7 separate regions of the Mus musculus genome follow, and all the other regions are linked to region 7. The links are chromatin contacts, called in public HiChIP or PLAC-seq and promoter capture Hi-C maps. All regions are on one chromosome and are shown on one strand. Each heading gives the region's core, a stretch centred on a gene start, on an enhancer-like site or on the middle of the called end of the contact. The rest is flanking DNA. Distances are from core to core; before and after follow the strand shown.

Region 1 (2,700 bases), core at 65-2,564, 350 kb after region 7:
TCAATCCTGGGAGGCAGGCACGACTAATAACTCCATTATGCAGGTTTGGAAACCGAGGCACCGCACCGTAAGGGAGCGGAGACATGAACCAGGCCATCTGGCTGTGGAGTGGGAGCTCCCCTGCTGCTGCCTCGCTCAACATTCTGGCTCTGTGCTAAGTGTTTACCCAAATCTCCCTTGTTTTGCAATTGAGAAATCTGAGATTCAGAGCAGTTGAGCAACAGCTGAAGGTCACACAGCTGGGGAGCGGCAGGGTTGGGATTCAGAGTAGGCCAGGCTCCATCCCCCCTTTTGGCAACTCTGCCAGACCCTCAGGCTCCACAGCTAGCTTAAGCAACCTCCCCTCATTGCTGTGTCTCTTTGGACAAGCCAGCTCCTTGCTCTGTCTAGAGAACGACAGGGGTCAGCCCCTGCTTCCTGAGGTCTCCAGGAACCTATTAAAGGTTCGGCACTTCTAGCAGAAAGGGCAGTTTCATGACCTGGGAATGTCTTACATTTGGCCTAGGGTCACAGCCAGGGGGGATCTGAGTTAGGGCTGATGTGTGTGTGTGTGTGTGTGTGTGTGTGTGTGTGTGTGTGAGCGCTCACACACACACACACACACTCATAGTTGGGACTGGGCGTGGGGGGCGTGGACAAGGGACTGTTAGTGGAATGGAAGGAGCTTGGGGCAATTGCAGAATGATGGCGTGGCAAGGGACACAGATTTAGAGGCATGGGGCTGTTGTATGGAGCAGACGAGAAGGGCAGAATGAGAAAGAAGACCTGGGTGGGCTTCAGGCAGGGTGCTTTCTTGTATCCTGGGGATCACCCTTGGTAGGCACAAGAGTGCATCAGGCCAGGTCTTAGGCAGCAGGCCAGCGTGAAGCTGAGGATAGAACTTCTGAGACACAGCAGTTTGGGGAATTAGCATTGCTGGGGGTTCTGTTGTTTCTGTAAATATTTGGAGATGTCCAGTTATACTAGCGCAATGTATTTGAGGCCAGGGTGGCATGCTTGTGTGGTTGGCCCAGCTTCCCCTTCCGTGATCCCTCCATTATTTCCTCCCTGGTAGGAATCGAGGGCTGTTTTCCCATCTGTAACTTCATTAGGATCTACAAAGCCACGTGCACTCTGGCAGGTTCCCCTTGGGGATGACCGTGGCCAGTGGCATCGCCTTCTTGCAGCGTGCTTGTGGTCACACAGTCGCAACTGAACCTTTTTAATATTCAGTACCAGCATCCCGAAAGCTGCCCGCCACCCGCCACCCGCCACCCGCCACCAGCCACTGCCTGCACTTGAGCCAGCCTCGTTCCTCCCACGATGCTGATTCCAGACCGGGAGGCCGCCTGACAAATTGTGTTAAAGTCTTTCTAGCCCCATGCATCCTGTGGAGGAGGGTAATGGGTGTTTGTGGTTACAAGCTTAGAGAATGAGCACTGTTATGGAACAGGCTCCATTTTTCTTTTTTCTTGGGGGGGGGGATTGGAACTATGTTTTTGTGTGAATGTCTCACCTCTCTCTCCCACCCCCCACCCCCATCCTACCGCCAGGCTCAGAGCTATTCGGGTGCTAAGCCATTGGACATTTGCCCAGGTATCATAGTTTGGACCAAGCTCTCGGGCTTGGGGAAATTAGGGCTTTGGTTAGACACTGGGACACAATGACAAGGACACTTGGCCTGTGGGGATGGAGTGAGGGGCGACAGAGTCTGGCCCTCTCCCTCTGCTTTCCACACCGCTGTCTTTTGAATGTGTGTGTCCCTCCAATAGGCCTGTGTTTGAATTTGAACCCTAGGGATGATGGTATTGGAGGGTGGGGTGGTTGAGAGATAACTGGCTGGCCGTGAAGGCTCCACCCTGATGAATGGATTTAAGGCCTTATAAATGGACTTGGGAGATACTAGAGTGGAAGTTGTCTCACTTCTAGAATGGTGAGAGATAGATTCCTGTTGTGTATAAGTTCCGCAGACCGCAGTGTTTTGTTACAGGAAACGGGGATGGACTGAGACTCGCACTACAGAGGCACTTAGGGGTCAGGCTGGTAACAGTAACTTCTGTTACTAGTGGGTAGAAAGGAGGGGACCGAGTGGTCCTAGCTCTCAAACACCCTGCAGAGTCCCATCCAGCCTGTGGCATCTGACTAGTCCCTAGTTCCCTTACTCTAGAATGTCATGACCTCTGTCTGAGCTTCCCACCAAACTGGAGTTCTTAGAGGAATGTACGCAAGTCTGAAGGGGCCTGACAAGAGTTAGGGCTGTTTCCGGGCTATCCTGTTACAGCAAACACAACAGGATGCAGGTGTCCATTTCCCCCCAACCCGGGGTTCCTCTGAGTTCCCAGACACAGGAGTTCCTGGGACAACCTCGTCTTTCCATACTCAGAGTGCTCTCCTATGTATACTGCTGCCTGTAAGGGCCTAGGTCCCATCCCACGGGCTCTGCAGGTGTATGTGCAAGACAGACATCCTGTCTTCGCTCTTTTTCCACCTCTTGCAGCCTCCTGGGTTTGCATCTCCGGAGAGGCTCTGTGACCTCATGGTTCTGAGTGCTGAGAAAGGAAGGCTGGGGCGGAGGGGTGTGGGGCGCAGGACTCTCAGGTGGAATGGGGGGACAACTCACTCACTCGCCATTTAACCAAGGAATTTCCTCCCTTCTTTCCAAGTTGTTTCCTCGAGGGAAAATTTTTTTTTTATTTGTTTCTTCATAAAAGATATATGAAT
Region 2 (2,700 bases), core at 147-2,646, 290 kb after region 7:
GCCCCAGGTGCCTATGGCTTTGTTATCAGACTTCTTGGCTGGGTCCTGGAAGCAGGGGGGGGGGGTTGGGTAGTGGTGGGGAACAAGAGGAGGGGGCGCTCATGCTGGTGTGGAGAAGTCATGTGGTGAATCAAATCTACAAATGGCAGTGGAATGGTGCTGGCCTCTGAGCGCCTTCCTTGGGGGCAGCCGAGGACACAGAGCCCAAGACACAGCTTTTCCCACAAAGTCTCCAAGAGTCCAAGGAGCCAGGCACAGCTGGCAGGATTCACTGCCAGGCCTAAAGAGGAAGCTGGGAGACTCCGAGCAGGGTGTACTTGAAGCTGAGCATTCCCCACGACCAGGACTCAAGGTGGCCCAGCCGCTGCCTTTGTGCATAAGGATACGTCCTTCTCTGAGCAGATCTCAGAGGTTTTATCTGTCTGATGGTGACTTGATAATTAACAGACCCTCACTCTTTTTCCCAACAGTTCTGATGGGGGAGTGCTGACAGGGCTGAGGGTCTTGCCCAGGCTACAAGTGTATGTCCTGAATCTCGTGGGAGGTACTCTTGTCTCTAAATGTCCCACAGGATCACCCTCTATTCTCTGTCTGGACCCAGCAGATACTGAACTTCAGGGAGAGATGCTGAGAACAGGAAACCCTTCTGCACCTTCTCATTTGACCTTCCCAAGTCACCCCTGGGCTCAGGCTCAGACTCTGTCTGCTCCTCTGAGATGTGGCTATACACTCCAGGGCCTCCCAGCCCTGCTCTACGTCTTAGAGAGGAGTGCCTGGGCTCAGATTGTATGTGTGTGTGTGTCTTAGGAAGGATTCCAGTTATCTCTGCCCTATTTACAGCTCCCTCCTACCTTCTCGTCTTCAGAATCTAACTCTTGTTCCTTTCACTTTCCCTCCTCAAAACTCTGGGGGGCAGGGAACTCCTGGGGCAGCTGGAAAGCCCTCATGGTCATCCTGGTTTACCTCATAGGAGCCCAGGTAGAGAAGGCAGAGGATGGAGTCCCAGTCTCCCCCCACCACACAAGCCCAGGATACCCATCATTTGAGCCTACTCCTTCCTCATTGTCCCTTGCCTCCCTAGAAGCCATGTGGCTTCACTTAGGGCAGCAGGCAGAGGACAGCCTCCTAGACTGGCTTAGTGCTCTGTTTAGGAGTTAGGAGACCTGGGTCTATCCAGGCTCTAATCTGATGTCCAAGATCCCAAGGCCAGCTTTTTCTTTCGTGGCCTTGGATTCTATTAGCTGTGCACCCGGGATGCAGACTTAGCTCTAGTTTAAGCTCAGACAGAACTAGGTTCCCCCAACCTCACCCAGTGAGTAAAACACCTACCTGCTCGTGGCCGCTGTTCCACTCAAGACTCTCAGGATTGAACTGTGCTGAGGCCAGGTAAACTGCAAGAGGAGGAGCCAGCAAACCTTACTCGCCTTAAAAATAGCCCGCCTTCTGCCCGCCCCGCTTCTCCCCTATGGCCCTACACGTGGCCTTGACAGTCGCTGGCCCCGCCCCAGAGGTGTCCTAACTGCTCAGGTGGGGCAGGAACAGGCTGGGAGAGGTGTGTGTTAGGGGTGGGGGATGCAAGCACCGGTTAGGGATGAGTAAGTGAGTGTGTGTGTGTGTGTGTGTGTGTGTGTGTGTGTGTAGGGGCCCCAAGCTCCTAACTTGGCCCTCCCGTGTACCGTGATGCCTAGACAGAGTTGTGCTGCCGCTGGCCTCCCTCTCACCTTATGTAGGAAGGAGGAAACAGTAGGTTGGCAGAGACAGTGAGAAGGGAGAGCTTGGGTCTTGGTAAAGGACGCTAGTGGGTAGGAAACCCTTCCCCAGACCTATGCTATGGCTCTGGATGCCTCTGTGAGGCTCACTCATGGTCTTTTCTTCCTTCTGTCCTGTTGTAAGGCCACCTCCAGCCTGGGAACAAGGCTTCTGGCCTAAGGGAAGAAGTGGAAGGCCCTGGAGGGCTCTGCCTAGGGCTTGATATCCTGCTTCTCAATGATTCACCCTCCTAGGAAGCTCTGCTAAGCATCCTCTCCTATTTCCATGTCTACGACTTCCTCCCTGCCAGGGGTTCCTTAGGATGCTGTTAGGGAATGTCCAGCCAGGGTGAGGGACACTCAGACCCCCATCTGAGCAGGTTGGAGGAAAGTGTTTTCAGCCTGATCTTGAGAGTGGGTGGCTCAGCATCTCCGTTGGGCTCTGCAGTCTACTTTCTGGATTGTTTCTGAAGACCCATGATGCGACAGTGCGCCTGCCACAGGAGGAAGCTAGGGTCAAGCGGTACAGGTAACATTGAAAGGCGTCCTCCGGTATTCATATGATGCAGCAGATGCCAGACTTGACGAATACCTAATGTATCCTTGAAGGAAGAAACTGGCTAGCTGCGGCAAGCTAAGGTGGACATGGTCTGTAGGCTTTAGCTTTATGGGCGAGTAGGAGGGAAGACTGCTGAGTTTCTTGGGTGGAAGGGTGGGCTACATGGAGGAGAAATGGCTCTGCCATTGGAGCTCCGTTGTTGCTTGCCCAGCGTGTAGGAAGCCCTAGATTTGATTTTTTTAAAAAAATTTTCTCTCTCTGCAGTTAACCATTTTTGGTTCACACTTAGCCACTTCCTCCAGCTTAACTAGCCCAGAACACTGATTTCAGTTTCAGCGGCCCATCTCTTCTCTCCACTCCCACTTTTGGACGCAGCCAGTATTGCCAACAGGA
Region 3 (2,700 bases), core at 80-2,579, 400 kb before region 7:
CTTTCATTTCTTTTTCCTCAAGGGCCACCAAATTCAAGATTAAACTGTGGGGCTCTGGGACCCCGGCTCCTACAGTGCAAAATATGGGAAGAACCCATTTTTGTGCTCCCAAGCCACTGTCCCATGAGCATGGATGGCTCCCCTGTCCCATCAGTGTGGTCCCAGCAGGTGCTGTTTCTCCTCAGAGCTTATAGTCAGATGCAAACAGAGGACAGATGGACAGGGAAACCCCCACACATACACAACTGTTCTATATTCCTTGGCTGTGCCCAGTGTGGTGGGAGGGGCCACAGGGGAGGTGAGAATCATGCGTAAACAATGAGAATGGAGGACATGGGCCAGGGTGGCAGTGGTGTCGGGGGGTGAGGGGACAAGAGGTGGGTGCAGGGAGGCAGGGGGCTGGCTGGTTTAGTTTTGCTGGCAAATACAAAAACAGACAAAAATATCACAGCCGTGAAACTGGTTGGATGCCAAGTGAGCCAGATCTGTCAGGAATTTGACCCCAGTGTTAAGCCCCAGTGCTCGGGGCTGTCATTGACACCATCACGGTGGGGACAAGTGGATCTTTAAATAGCTTGGTGTCTCAGAAGTGGGGGAGGCAGAATGTTAAATATGATGTCTGTTGCCTTTTCAGGGCCACGGGGGCCACAGTCAGACTGCCTTGGGCTCCCTCCATGGGGAGGCGGGTTGTTTTTCCCTTCATCAAAGAAGGATTCCTGGGCTAGTGAGACATTTTTGGGTGAAGGTACTTGTACCACGCCTGAAGAACTGAGCTCAAACCCCAGTACCTACAGGATAGGAGAGAGCCAGTAACGTAATAATAATCTTCCAGTCTAACATGAGCCATGGCAGGAACACTCATTGCACGCCTATATTCACAAATCAATCAAGATTTTTAAAAAGGTTTCTTATTTCCTAACATTGTTTGTTTCACTAGATTTTTGTCTGACAGTTGGGAAGTCCTTCCTGAAGGCTAGCCACTATTCTGCTAGAGTTTCAGCCTATCTCTTCTCTTGTTCTTCCCTCAAGAGAGGTGGTACTATACGACCAGTGCCTGGCACCTCATCTCACATCCACATCTGAGGACTTTTCCCTGCTAGACAAAGGTGGGGAATTGGTTTGGCCTCCTAGCTTTGGCAGAGGGCCAGCCCCCACTCTCCTCCCCCATTCCATGAAGTCAAAGGGCCACAGCATGTAGAACTCTGGCAGGTTCCACAGCCCTTCCTGTTCAGGCCAAACCTAGATCTAAACGGCAAGGCAGGGGCCACCCTCTTCTGCTGAAGTTTCACAGGGTCACTAAGGGATAGAGTTATCAGAGAAAAGTCAGCCCTGCCCCATGGCAGAACCTCGAGCTGGCAGGGGGCCCTCCCATCCACACAGCCCAGCACAAAGGAGAGCCACGCTTGTGCCAGAAGACCTGGCCCAGGATAAAGTCCACCGCCACACCCTCCAGGCAGAAACACAGGCCTCAATGGCAAGTGTGAAATCCAGCCTAGAATACACGCTGTGGTACCTGCCTACTACAGCAATGCCCAGCTGCCCGGAGGCAGGGAGAGTGAACGTCAAGGGCCAACCTGGGCTGAACAGTGAGACCCTGTCTCAGCAAAAGAAAAAACGAGATCAAGGGCTGGAGAGATGGCTCAGCGGTTAAGAGCACTGACTGCTCTTCCAGAGGTCCTGAGTTCAATCCCCAGCAACCACATGGTGGCTCACAACCATCTGTAATGGGATCTGAAGCCCTTTGAAGACATCTACAGTGTACTCATATAAATAAAATAAATAAATCTTTTGTGGCTGGTGAGATGGCTCAGTGGGTAAGAGCACCCAACTACTCTTCCGAAGGTCCAGAGTTCAAATCCCAGCAACCACATGGTGGCTCACAACCATCTGTAATGAGATCTGACTTCCTCTTCTGGAGTGTCTGAGGACAGCTACAGTGTACTTACATATAATAAATAAATAAATCTAAAAAAAAAAAAAAAGAAAAACGAGATCATCCAACCAATGGACTCTGTGTCCCTGTGTCTCTAGAAGACCCCATAAAGGCAAGAAAGGACCCCAATAGCCTTAGCGTCTGCCCCCCACCAGGGGACCTGTGTCCTACTTTCCAGTTCGTAGGCTTACCAAGTTTCTCCGGTATGTCTGTGACCTGCTTCCCAGGCTGACTGGGTCTATGCATGGGTTTTGCACTGGAATCCCCAGCTACACAAATGCAAACTAGGATTCTGCCTTTAGCAAGCGCTCAGCCAGGGTTCATCCCAGAGAACACTCAGGCCCCGGAGCCCAGTGGCGTGGTGCTAGAGGCTAGCCCTGTCTCCTCTCCCTGCTGACTTGTTAGCTGTTGTCTGGGTCCAAAGCCCCGTGTGTCTGAGTCTTACGCATGATCAGGATCCCACAAGGACGTGCTGGTCAAGAGCTGAGAACAAGCCCGGTACCACATGCATGTGGTCCCCCTCAGCAGCACTCGCTGTTCTAGAATGTACTACGTAGCTCAGGCTAGCTTTGGACTCATACCTGCCTCCCTGTCTCAGGTTCTGGAATTGCAGGCATGAGCCATAACTCTTGCTTTCAAATTAAAAAAAAATTTTTTTGAGACAGAGTTTCAAAGCCTGCCCCCTCCCCCAAATTAAGATAAGGTATCAACTATGCTACCTACGGTGACCTCAAACTTGAAGTCCTCCTGCCTCAGCCTCATGAGTG
Region 4 (2,700 bases), core at 119-2,618, 440 kb before region 7:
AGGACCAAGTGGAAGGCAGAGCAACACTAAGTGGTGAGCTTTGGAGTGTGGGCTGGGGAGGTGGGTGGGAACCTCATGGGCCAAGCCTGGCCTTGAGTCCTCTTTATTTGTCTTTCAGAGCCTGGAGAGGAACCTCAGCATCCCAGCCCCCCCTGAGCCTGGCACATAAGCTCAGAGCCCTGTATCTCCCAGGAGGAAGTGTTCCCCAGAAACCCACTCTGTCCCCACCCTCCTTTGTACCCTGTCTTTCACCTGCTAGGGCTGCGGCTTCTGACTTTTAGAAGACTAAGGCTGGTCTCTGTTTGCTTTGGCTGAAGCCCAGAGTCCCCAATGCCTTTCCCTGCCAGTCATTCTTCTATTTACCCGGTGGGAGTAGGGAGGTGAGAGAGCCCACACTGGAAACCCCAGAAGGCCATAAACAACCATTTATTCTCCACAAGTCCCCTCCCTCTCCAGATTCTCTCCCCTGGGCACAGGAGACCCACAGGGCAGGTCCTAAGATCTGGGGAAAGGAGGTACTGAGAGCCTACAGGTGCCCTGAGATCTCCTCCTTCCCCTACCAGTGGTGGGCGTTGAGTCCCCAACCCTCTCATAGACTTCAACCAGGGCTCAGGTCTCACGCATTCTTTGCAGAGCCTCAACATGTCCCTCCCTTAGTATCCCATTCCTGCTGGGTGCCTGCAAGATGGACTGGCAGAGGCTGCTTGCTGCGTTTTGTTTGTGCTTTGGTGCCAGGAATGCACTTACTATCTGTCCTTAGGGGGCCACACAGTGGGGGGAGCCTGGTTCTCCTTGTCCTCCAGCAACTTGGTTCCCTTCCCCTTCTTCCCTTACTCTAGGCCTGAACCCCTCCTACGCTGTAATAAATCTTTGTAAATAATTGTCCTGAGACTCCTCTTTCAGGGGAGGGAGGAGAGACCGGGAAGTAATGGTATGTTCTGACAGGAAAAATGGTGGTTATCTTAGGGTCAGGATCTTGCCTCTCGTGTCCAGCCCTTCCCAGGAAGGAGCCTTTCCTGCAGGCTATACGCATGGCAGACATACTAGCTCCTGAGGGAGATGGCTAAAAGCCAGGGGAGAACAAAGGTCCTTTAAATATGTGTGATGGATGTGGTGCTGCGCGTCAGTAATCTCAGAACTTGGAAGGCTGAGTTCGTGGCCAACCTGAGAACGTCTCAAAAACGAAAAATGGATTTCTCCAAGGGACTTGTGCTCACAAATCGGCCCTCACACAGTTCCCCTTCACTCCACAGTGTCAGGCCTGTATGATCTAATAACCAAGACACCCTGGGGTTTTATCCCTTGCTCCTGCACGGTCTTACACAGTTTAACTTCGGTTGTGGCTCCGCTTCCGGACCTCGTCTCCGAGAGAGGGGCGGACCGGGGCGGAGCTTCAGGGTCACACGAATCCCGATTGGCTTTGGGGGCGGGCTCGGGGGGGCGGGTTGGCTTTGGGGGCGGGCTCGGGGGGGACGGGCTCAGCGGCGGAAGTAGCGCCGCCGGGAGCTCTCCTTCCGCTCTGAGGAGTTGCCAGGCCGTGGAGCGGGACTGCGGCTGAGGCAGGAAGAGTGGGGGCCGTGGTGACATGAAGCAGGTGGGTTGTGCGGCGGTCGCAGGCACCGGGCGGTGGTACAAGAGCTGTCTCTACCCGACGGATCCCGCTTTCCTGCCCGGTGTCCGTCTTTGGTTCGGTCCGACCCAGCCCACACCCCTCGCGCTCCGGGTTCCGCCCCCTTCCTCTCCACTCGCTGCTGCGCGCGCAGGGCTGGGGAGGGGGTGTCTTGGTCTTTACCCGAGAGGGTCCGGAGGACGTCTGCGGCCGCTTTCCTAAGCCTTCTTTATAGTAAGAGGAGAGGCAAGGAGTCGGTATCTAAGTATTATGGGGGACAGAATTGGGTGTGGGAAGGGGCCAGACTCAGGGAAAAACATACTAATCGGCTGCCTCTCTGCCACCCGCTGTTTCCCACAACTTCCGTTGGAAACATCCACGCATAGCTTCCCAACGATATCAGAAAGAAGGCTCTTTAAACTCTTCTCAGAAGTGCTTGCTACTGTTGGCTTTCATTCCTGACATACTTCCACCCTTTGACTCCCCAATATTTCCTGATTTTTCCTCTTACCTCTCTGACAAGAGGGCAGAAGAATCTCTTTACGTTCACGCTGGCCCAACCCGCCTCACTGTGCATTGATCCTGGATGGCCTCATCCACTGTTGTCGCATCAAGTTCACGTTCACTGAATATTCAGATGGACGATAGCAGCACATCCCCTTCCTGGGCTCCAAATTAGCTGCCTGTCAATTATGCCTATGGGATACCTTCACTTTGGGATGATCTCACAGGTTTCAAACGTGAGCTGATCTTTTCTCTGTAAATTTATCCTTCCACTCTTGTCTTATCCAGGAGAAAAACTCCGGAATTGCCTTAACATCTTTTAACCCTGTTTGCTCAGAGGTGCCAGTATAGCTAACTCCCTGAACCTTCTCTGTCACTACCCTTGTTGACGTGTCTCTGGACATTTCCAGCAGCTTGTGGTCCTAATTGCTTGCAGGCAAGTCTTCAGAATCTAGCTCTTGCAGACTTTTATATCACGAGTCTGGTTATGTCACTTGCTTGCTTCCCATTGCCTGTGGGGAAACGACTGTGTGCTTGTTTACTGTAAGATGTGCCTGGCTCACATAGGGTTCTTCGTGTATATAGCA
Region 5 (2,700 bases), core at 33-2,532, 350 kb before region 7:
GAGGGGCCCACGGGTCTGCTCTTTCCAGAGCAGCTTAAGAGACTGTGTTCCCCCCTTTTAAGAGCTGCAGTGTTTTCCCTCCACCCCTCCCGTACCTGCAAGACCTGCCCAGACTACCTGATGGCCTCCGTTCCTGTCCACCCCCACTCTCTTCTGCATTCCCTCCCAGCAGCTGCTTCTCCACACTGGGGGTCCACCATGGCAGGTTAACCCCTCTGGTTCCCACTCACTGCCAGGTCCTCCCTGGCTTTGTTTTCATGGCCTTCCCTGCCTCCTGTGAGTCACTCACCTGGCAAACTTGTCACCTGTCATTTCTTATTTGTGTGACTCTTAAAGGTCAGTCTCCCCGACTGGGTTGCAGCCAGCAAAGGGCGGGTCTGTTTTTGTTGTTTTGCTCTGTATACCCAGCGCCAAGCACAGGTCTGCTAGGTTGGAAATGAGGAAATTGTCTCCTGCAATTTGTTCAAATTGCTTCCTGGCCCAAGCAACCTGCCCCTTCCTCACCTTTTTGCTTTGCTCTATTCATACTAGTCTGTCTGATGTCTGTCTGTCTGTCGTCACTCTGTTTTTGAAACAGGGCTTCTCTGTACAGTCCTCACTGTCCATGTAGACCATGCTGGCCTCGAACTCACAGAGATCCACCTGCCCCTGCCCCTAGAGAGCTGGGATTAAAAGGCACACACTTCCACGGTGGCTTTCCACATTAGTTTTTCAAGCGGAAAAGCTAAGGGAGGCTGTGCTTCCTCAGGGCAGACCCCTTATCGCCCCAGTGGCTTGTTTGTTTTCTTAACTCTTAGCCATAGGAAGCTGGGAGGTGGCCCGCTGCCTTTGATCTGGGGACTCTCAACCCCTCTTCCTGATCCTCCAATGTTTGCTGTGAGCTGAACCAGAAAGCTGGAGTAACTGCTGTAATAGAAGCCATCTGCATCAGGCCACAACGGTCACCAGAACTGTGGCCCCTCCCACTAGGCCACCTTGCCACTCTTAAACTTGAAACTAGGAAGGTGAGACCCTGGACTTGCCTCGGAAGAGAGGGTGCACCTTGGGTATTTTAGCAGGGCCAGGACAACAGCCTGGGCGGCTGGACTGTGGTTGGAGGTCAAAGGGCAGAGCACCTCTTCTGGCTTCCCTTTTAAGCCCAGTGCCCTTTGCCCTAGGGGGTGAGATCCGAGCTGAAGACGGCCCCCTAGCTTGACCAATGAACTGACCATCATTGGAATGGGACGAGTAGGAGTGGGCGGGACCATTCGCGTTTAACAAACAGCCTCCAAACTCCCCTTCCCATGTAGTCAGGATTCTAGATTTTTCTCTGTCCAGCCTGTTCTCTCCGGGGCACCTGCTCTCTCTCTCTCTCTCCCTCTCTCCTAGCACCTGCTGCTCAGTAGGAAGGGCAAGAGCAATTCGAGGCGGTGCATTGTGAGGAGTCTCCACCCCTCCTCCTGCGCTTCCTTCTCCAGGGAGCCTCTCAGGCTCCGCCCTTACCTGCCCGAGATAATTTTAGTTTCCCTGGGCCTGGAATCTGGATACGCAGGGCTCGCTCTATATTCTCCCGCCTCAACATTCCAAAGGCGGGATAGCCTTTCTACCATCTGTAGAGAAGAGAGAAAGGATTCGAAATCAAATCTAAGTGTCTGGGATCTCTAGACAGAGCCAGACTTTGGGCCGGGTGTCCGGCTCCTTCTGTTGGAGGTGCTCCAGGTAAGCCGACCGAGATCGGTCTTAGATAATCTGCTCCTACCCCCAGCCTCACCGAGGGCCCCAGGTTGTGCCTGCATCGAGCGGATCTGGCCTGCTGCCCAGTTAGATGGCCGGGAGGCTGCCACGCTCTCCCCCCTGACCGCCCTCTCTCGGCGAGGTCAGGCCAGAGGCGGGGGGTGGGGGTGGGGGTGGGGGAGAAGGGGGGTGGGTGATAGTTAAGGCCTGGAATCTTCCTCCCTAAACCGGTGGCCTCAGGCAGGTGAGCTATGGTCTGGGTAAAGGCGGAAGCGGGAACTTCATCTTGGGGGATGGGATGGGATGGGATGGGATGCAAGTTAGGTCTGGGTCCCTAAGGAAAGAGTCACACTCCTGATGCTCTCTGCGCTGCATTGTTTGTTTTGTTTGTTGCTTGGCATCACCAATCCTTCCCCTTCCTCATCTTGCTCCCTGAGACCCGAGGTAAGGTCTCTCCATCACCTGAAATCTTGACTTTCCGGCTAAAACTAGTTCTTACCCAACACCAGTTAGTAGGGGGTGCTAGATCCGGAGGTTGCCCTTCAATACCTTATTGAGCTCAGTTTACTACAATCTGGGGTTCCCATTCGGAGGGGAGTAAGGGAGAGCGACTCCCGCAATGGTTGGAACTGCATCTCTCCACGTTGTGGTCCCATCTCCGATACGGAAGCTCAGCAGGCTGCGGATCCCTCCTGGCTGCAAATGAGTGTGGACAAAGAAAGCTAGAGGGGTGGGTGTAGTGTGAAGGTCTGCAGTTCGGGGCCTGGAAAACAGTGTATGGCCGGGTATGTGGGCCTGCCTGAGGCTGAAGTTGGGGGAAAGACCTAGTTAGGTCTGGGTTTTCATGGTAGGATGGAGACAGAGTGCATCTGAGGGACAGCTGATAGTATTTTCAACCTTTTCTCCCTCTTTTCCCCCCAAGAATGCAATGCCTTCTGGGTCATGAGTCTGTCTAGCTTGGACTCTGCTCTCCCCCAATAGCGCGTG
Region 6 (2,700 bases), core at 103-2,602, 480 kb before region 7:
GCATCTGGTCTTAAGAGTCTCACCAGTGAACTGCTCAGGGCAGGAAGGTGGTCCCGTGGTTCCCAGTCCAGGCCCAGGATAGATCAAGAACTCCAATAAAGTTGTTTGAGCAGGTAAATAATTGAGCATGTGGCATGTGAGAGGCCAGTTATGTAGACTTGTGTGTTTACAGAAGTGGGAAGCTTAACATCTGAAGTTTGTGATGACTGGAGAAGTGTGTGAGTGTGTGTGTGTGTGTGTGTGTGTGTGTGTGTGTGTGTGTGTGTGTAGGGTCTATGGGTACCAGGGGCCAGAGAACCTCTTCCAGCACTCTTTACTCTCTTCAAAACATGCCTTTCAGGATTTCTGCCCCATACAGCCCTCTCCTGAACCTTATTCTCTACCCGTCCCCCAATTTGAGAGCCCATCAGAAGGGCAGCAGTTTGTGCACAACCCCAACCCCAACCCCTAGTCTCCACAGACTTGGCATCCCACCCCCTAGTCTCCACAGGCCTGCTTTGGTGGTCTGGGGTGGGTTGAAGTGAGGGTTCCTCCCTGGCACAAATGGCTACAGAGCGGGTGAGGCAAGGGTGCCCTGCCTTCTTGAGCGCGGCTTCTCCTCCTTGGGTGAACAGATGTCTTGGAATTTTAGATGTGCTCTCGGCCCCTCCTCTCAATACCCCACCCCCAGCTGGCACCGGCTGTGACAGTGGCGCTCTCTTCTCCCCTCCCCCCATCCCACAGCAGAACCAGTTGATGGATCTCGGAGCACAGCCTGCTCTGGAGGCCAGCAAGGTGGTGGCACCGGCTTCTGCACAGAGAGAACCTGCTCGCCTCACCTCAGCTTCCTACCTCCTCCCCTCGTCCTCTTTTTCTTCTGTTTCCTTAGCTCCACCTCTCCATGGTTTCTGCCTCTCTTCAGCTCTGCCCCACTCCACAGCCCAGCCAAACAGCCACGTCTACGCAGAACCTCTGCCCAGACCCTCACACTTTGCAAGAGAAACTCCTCCTGGCAACTTTGGCGGAATTCTTCCCTCTAGAGACCCTTTTCCCTGCATTCCATGAGCCCCTTCCCCAACAACTGGCCGCCTGCCCTTAGTAGAAACCCAGAGTTAATCCAGAAAGTGGGGAGGGCAGGATAGGAGAAGGGATTAAGGTTCTAAAAGCAGAGAAGGGGTCACCAGGCTGAGACACCCAAATTTTCAAATTACTGCTAATTAATAAATAATCCAAATTCCGTGGACCCCCAACTCAGGGAAGGGGGCGAGACCCGCAGCCGGCAGGAGGGGGTCTTGGCAGAGCTTGACAGCCCGGGTGGTGCCAGGCGTCCTCCCCCTCCCCCACCCGCCAGCATTCCGAGGTAACAGGCATTTGTTACCCAGTTCGTGCCAGGAGCGATTGGCAGGTTCGAGTAGGCACAGTCATTCGGCACACAGATGTCCTGCCTTCACTCTTTTGATAGGAATTCTGTCAGCTCCGAATTCGAGAGAGACAAGCAGACAGCTACACAGACAGAGTCACAGACAGACAGACACGCAGACAACAATTGTCTAGAGGACACAGAATTCTGCACATATGTACTTGCCCTGCATATATTTAACTTGCCCTGAAAACATTTTTTTTTTTAAGGAAAAAACTGGCTCCCACTGGCTTCAGGGGACATTTTCAGAATTCCTCTGAGTGGCCCCATCTCTTCTCCTGATGTTTTCTGCTTCTGCCAAACCTTCTCCAAGAGCCCCGTGGGCCCTAAAATATCATGCTACAGCTTCAAAGTAGGGTACAGAACCGCCGAAGTCTAGACCAACCTCCCCTGGCACAGGACTCTTGGAATTCTAGAGATTCGGCAACCTCAGGAACCCTAGAACATATCATCCAGGTGCAGGCTCCAGCCATCCTAGAATCTGTGAGATTTAAAATGTAGGAACTTCCACAAGTGGAAAAATCACCCAGGATACCCAATTGCATTATCTTCTCCATCAGCAATGAAGAAATGGGTGCTGCCCAGGCATTATCCCTGAGCTGATGACCCCCCAATACCTGGTCTGAAGACCTGATGCCTCCAAGACCTTTAGCTTGAAGACCCGCCAAGCACCACAGTACAGAGGAAAGTTGTGTTGTTCTCCAGGCCAGATACAACTCCTGTCCTCACACTGATCCCAGGGGCCTGAGCTGGCTCTCCTGCCCCTTTGGGGGACAAGCGGATGGTCACTGGGTTTCTGTGTTTATCTGGGAATGGAGGGCAGTGCAGGGACAGGGGTTGGATTCTCTTAGAGCCACTAGAGGAAAAGATGGGTAAAAGGGCAAAGAAAAATCAAAAGTCAGAGGACTGGGGCACAGAGGGGTCTGAGGTGAGGTTTGTTATGTTGTGGTTTTAATCTTTCTTTTTTTTAAAAAAAGAGAAAGCCCCCCCATCCTGTGTCATCATTTTTATGGGATCTGCAATTCTGGCAAAAATCTGTCTTTAATTTAGCTGTCCATATAAAAATCCTCACTGTATAATAATGAACAGATGCCATGGAATTTAAGCTGGAGCCTCGGCTCCTCCCCGCCTTCCCCCCCGCGCCTGGCACTGGGCACCGGGCACCGGCTGAGTGGCACAGACTGGCACAGACATGCGAGTGAAGGGTGGGCAGGGGGCGACCTGGGCTCAGCGCCAGGGCTCTGGGGTGGTGGAGGTGCATCAAGCTCAGGGCTTGGGCAGGCGGGAGCTTCTTCTTCTTC
Region 7 (2,700 bases), core at 55-2,554:
TATCTCCTATAAAAAAATTTTAGAAGTGCACTTCAGACAGATAAGCAACCAATTAATTTACAACTATGTACATGTTTTTTCCATAGGGAACTATGAGGACTTAGTGGCTAAAGTTGCTTGGAAAATTAAGGCACACAGACACTATGAACCTGGAGAATTGGGAAGTGCTCCAATAGAAGGCCCTAAAGAACACTTAGTCCTAACACCGGCATACATCTCTCCATAGATTTCTTGAATCTTTTTCCAGAAGATGCTAGGAGTAGCTACAGCTTAAGAAGGCTGGAGACATGGCTGCTTGGGAAACAACTGTCGGTAGTTGGCAGTACTTCACCCCAAGGTTGTGCTTACAACTCCCTGGGCAGCAGACATCATGGATTTTGCTGCTTCTGGGAACCAGAGGTCCCTCCATTTCTGTGCTGGATCCCTTAGAGACAAAGAACTTCACTTCTTTCCCCAACCCATGTGGGACCGCCAGGGAGCCTAGAGGGTGGAAGCTTGACTTCTACTCCATGAAACAGCCGCAGGCTCCAAGGGAGCCTGGGTCGGGGCCGGTCCCGAAGGCGCGCGGGGCTCCGGTGTGGGCCAGGCGCGTAGCCAGGTCGCCAGGGAAGGGCTATCCGACGAAGGCCGGCTCAGCAGAGCGGTCGGTAGGCGTCCGCGAGGGGCGGGAGCATCTACCTCCTTCCTTCCTCCCCAACCCCATTCTCTCGCACTTGGTTTTGCCGGGGATCCTCCGCATTCCCCAACCACCAGCGGCCGCCCTCGCCCTTCTTCCCTCCCCAGCCCGCCCCTGCCTCGGCAGCCCACCTTCGCCCGCTCCTGCGTCCTCGCCCTCGTCCCCGACCTCCCCTCGTGGGCCCCCGCGCCTCGGTCCCCTCCCCCTCGCGGCGGCAGCGGTAGCCGCGGCCCCTTTCACAATAGCGCTACCCGCCTCCCTCCTCTCCGCTCCCGGTTCGCTCCCGCCCGCTGCCCTCTCGGCGCATGCGCGCTCCGGTCGGCGGTGGCGGCGGCTGCGGCGGCTCCGTTTTTTTTAAAGGGAAACGCCGAGGAGTCGGGGGTGACTGTGGGGGAGGGGGACCCGGCGGCGCGGAGAACCCCCGGGGGAGGCGGCAGACCCCCCCTCCCGGAGTAGGAGGGCTCTGGGCGGACCCGTCCCTCCCACCCCCTCCCGAGGAGGAGCAAGGGGGGGGAAATGGAGGCTCGGGGCGGCTGAGGCGAGCTCCGGGGCGGGGGGCCGGGGCGGGGAAGGGGGGGTGCGGGGTGGGGAGACGAGGCGGGCCCGGCCGGGCAGGGGGGGCCGAAGCGAGCTCCGGGGATGAGCTCGGGGGCGGCTGGGTGCGAGCTCCTGCCTCTGCGGCGAAGGCGACGGTGGCGGCAGCAGAGGCGGCGGCGAGGCCACCATGGGTCGGCGGCGGGCCTCAGCTGCGGCCTCCACTTCTCCGCTCGCCGGCGGGATGGCGCCCGGGCCTCGGAGAAGCCGCGTTAGCGGAGGCCTGCGGCTGCTCTGCTGAGCCGAGCCCGCCAAACTCCCCTCCCCCTCCTCCGTCCTCGACCCCCCGCACCTCGCCCCTTCCCCACCCCCTCCTCCGTCTCGGTCCCCCGCGCTGCTCCGGACCACTATGACCATGAGATCCGCAGTGTTCAAGGCGGCCGCGGCCCCTGCCGGCGGCAACCCCGAGCAGCGACTGGACTACGAGCGGGCTGCGGCGCTGGGCGGGCCCGAGGACGAGTCCGGGGCGGCCGAAGCCCATTTCCTCCCCCGGCATCGTAAGCTCAAGGAGCCGGGGCCCCCGCTGGCCTCTTCCCAGGGCGGGAGCCCCTCGCCCTCTCCAGCCGGCTGCGGCGGCGGCAAGGGCCGGGGCTTGTTACTCCCAGCCGGGGCGGCCCCCGGGCAGCAGGAAGAGAGCTGGGGCGGTTCGGTGCCCTTGCCCTGTCCGCCCCCAGCTACTAAACAAGCCGGCATCGGCGGGGAGCCAGTCGCAGCCGGCGCTGGCTGCAGCCCCCGGCCCAAGTATCAGGCGGTGCTGCCCATTCAGACGGGCTCTATCGTGGTGGCGGCGGCCAAAGAGCCTACGCCCTGGGCTGGGGACAAGGGTGGGGCGGCTCCCCCAGCTGCCACCGCCTCGGACCCGGCGGGACCCCCACCACTACCTCTGCCCGGGCCACCACCCCTCGCGCCCACCGCCACTGCTGGGACCCTGGCGGCCAGTGAGGGCAGATGGAAGAGTATAAGGAAGAGCCCTCTCGGGGGTGGCGGCGGCTCGGGAGCCTCCAGTCAGGCCGCCTGCCTCAAACAGATCCTTCTGCTGCAATTGGACCTCATCGAACAGCAGCAGCAGCAGTTGCAGGCCAAGGAGAAGGAGATAGAGGAGCTGAAGTCCGAGAGAGATACGGTACGGGAGGGGTTAATCTGCATTAGGGATGGAGAGCGAGCTCTGCGCATGCTCGGGGGAAGGGGGCTGTAGGAGGCAGAGGTCCCCGCTCGGTTAGGGTTAGAGGAAGTTGGCCACCAGCTAAAGAGTGCCTTAGATGTTGGGTCGTTAGGAGCCTGGCATCACTGACACGTTGGGTCGGAAGGAAGGGTTAAAGGGCAACCTGTGTGTGTGTGGTGGGGGGTGTTATGGGAGGCTTCGGTTGCCAAAGGGTTAATTTAAAACGACAGCCCCACACTTGTGGGAAAGACGTTTAGAGTGGGAAAGA

The links. Promoter capture Hi-C pulls out the DNA fragments that hold promoters and counts their contacts. HiChIP or PLAC-seq counts read pairs in DNA pulled down with a chosen protein or histone mark.
Region 1: an H3K4me3 HiChIP or PLAC-seq map of embryonic stem cells shows a contact between it and region 7, with 3 times the contacts expected there. The contact joins the enhancer-like site here to the promoter of Msl1 in region 7. A contact is called at or near these places in 5 of 39 promoter capture datasets (the 3T3-L1 cell line, cranial neural crest, frontonasal cranial neural crest and 2 more), 2 of 484 Hi-C or Micro-C datasets (embryonic stem cells and uterus) and 5 of 115 datasets of contacts at active chromatin or transcription factors (embryonic stem cells, microglia, neural tube and 2 more).
Region 2: a contact with region 7 is called in a FOXA1 HiChIP or PLAC-seq map of pancreatic cancer cells. The contact joins the promoter of Tns4 here to the promoter of Msl1 in region 7.
Region 3: a FOXA1 HiChIP or PLAC-seq map of pancreatic cancer cells shows a contact between it and region 7. The contact joins the enhancer-like site here to the promoter of Msl1 in region 7. A contact is called at or near these places in 1 of 15 datasets of contacts at CTCF or cohesin (the NIH/3T3 cell line), 1 of 484 Hi-C or Micro-C datasets (embryonic stem cells) and 2 of 115 datasets of contacts at active chromatin or transcription factors (extraembryonic endoderm stem cells and pancreatic cancer cells).
Region 4: a FOXA1 HiChIP or PLAC-seq map of pancreatic cancer cells shows a contact between it and region 7. The contact joins the promoter of 1700003D09Rik here to the promoter of Msl1 in region 7. A contact is called at or near these places in 1 of 15 datasets of contacts at CTCF or cohesin (embryonic stem cells), 4 of 484 Hi-C or Micro-C datasets (embryonic stem cells, myeloid progenitors and nephron progenitors), 3 of 115 datasets of contacts at active chromatin or transcription factors (cardiomyocytes, memory CD8 T cells and pancreatic cancer cells) and 1 of 9 other capture datasets (liver).
Region 5: a promoter capture Hi-C map of embryonic stem cells shows a contact between it and region 7. The contact joins the promoter of Grb7 here to the promoter of Msl1 in region 7. A contact is called at or near these places in 4 of 39 promoter capture datasets (embryonic stem cells, liver and pre-B cells), 8 of 484 Hi-C or Micro-C datasets (embryonic stem cells, liver and stem cell-derived epiblast-like cells), 3 of 115 datasets of contacts at active chromatin or transcription factors (embryonic stem cells, memory CD8 T cells and pancreatic cancer cells) and 1 of 9 other capture datasets (liver).
Region 6: a contact with region 7 is called in a promoter capture Hi-C map of hippocampal neurons, with 2.5 times the contacts expected there. The contact joins the enhancer-like site here to the promoter of Msl1 in region 7. A contact is called at or near these places in 5 of 39 promoter capture datasets (embryonic stem cells, hippocampal neurons, liver and 2 more), 3 of 115 datasets of contacts at active chromatin or transcription factors (bone marrow-derived macrophages, large pre-B cells and pancreatic cancer cells) and 1 of 9 other capture datasets (pancreatic islet).

The regions. Positions count from the first base shown.
Region 1 is chr11:99,141,562-99,144,261 of GRCm38.p6, forward strand. Ccr7 (chemokine (C-C motif) receptor 7) reads right to left here. Exons shown (of 3, transcript NM_007719.2): 3 at 2,638-2,700. Among named protein-coding and RNA genes, the nearest start is that of Ccr7, 12 kb to the right of the region's middle. Within about 2 kb of position 1,315, at least 69 of the 459 cell types and tissues checked have an H3K27ac peak or open chromatin away from gene starts, as enhancers often do. A contact at or near this core is called in embryonic stem cells, where this site is marked.
Region 2 is chr11:99,087,910-99,090,609 of GRCm38.p6, forward strand. Tns4 (tensin 4) reads right to left here and starts at 1,397. Exons shown (of 13, transcript NM_172564.3): 1 at 1,330-1,397.
Region 3 is chr11:98,393,967-98,396,666 of GRCm38.p6, forward strand. All of the region lies in intron 3 of Pgap3 (post-GPI attachment to proteins 3), which reads right to left. Among named protein-coding and RNA genes, the nearest start is that of Pgap3, 5.2 kb to the right of the region's middle. Within about 2 kb of position 1,330, at least 32 of the 459 cell types and tissues checked have an H3K27ac peak or open chromatin away from gene starts, as enhancers often do. A contact at or near this core is called in pancreatic cancer cells, where this site is marked.
Region 4 is chr11:98,356,915-98,359,614 of GRCm38.p6, forward strand. 1700003D09Rik (RIKEN cDNA 1700003D09 gene) reads right to left here and starts at 1,369. Exons shown (of 3, transcript NR_045477.1): 1 at 1,323-1,369. Ppp1r1b (protein phosphatase 1, regulatory inhibitor subunit 1B) reads left to right here. Exons shown (of 7, transcript NM_144828.2): 6 at 1-33; 7 at 119-882. The coding sequence ends at 156. Stard3 (START domain containing 3) reads left to right here and starts at 1,454. Exons shown (of 15, transcript NM_021547.3): 1 at 1,454-1,594.
Region 5 is chr11:98,445,552-98,448,251 of GRCm38.p6, forward strand. It overlaps Grb7 (growth factor receptor bound protein 7), which reads left to right and starts at 1,283. Exons shown (of 15, transcript NM_010346.2): 1 at 1,283-1,698. It also overlaps a transcript of Mien1 not described here.
Region 6 is chr11:98,317,994-98,320,693 of GRCm38.p6, forward strand. No RefSeq gene overlaps it. Among named protein-coding and RNA genes, the nearest start is that of Gm31317, 5.2 kb to the left of the region's middle. Within about 2 kb of position 1,353, at least 12 of the 459 cell types and tissues checked have an H3K27ac peak or open chromatin away from gene starts, as enhancers often do. A contact at or near this core is called in hippocampal neurons, where this site is marked.
Region 7 is chr11:98,794,212-98,796,911 of GRCm38.p6, forward strand. It overlaps Msl1 (male specific lethal 1), which reads left to right and starts at 1,305. Exons shown (of 9, transcript NM_028722.3): 1 at 1,305-2,393. The coding sequence starts at 1,620.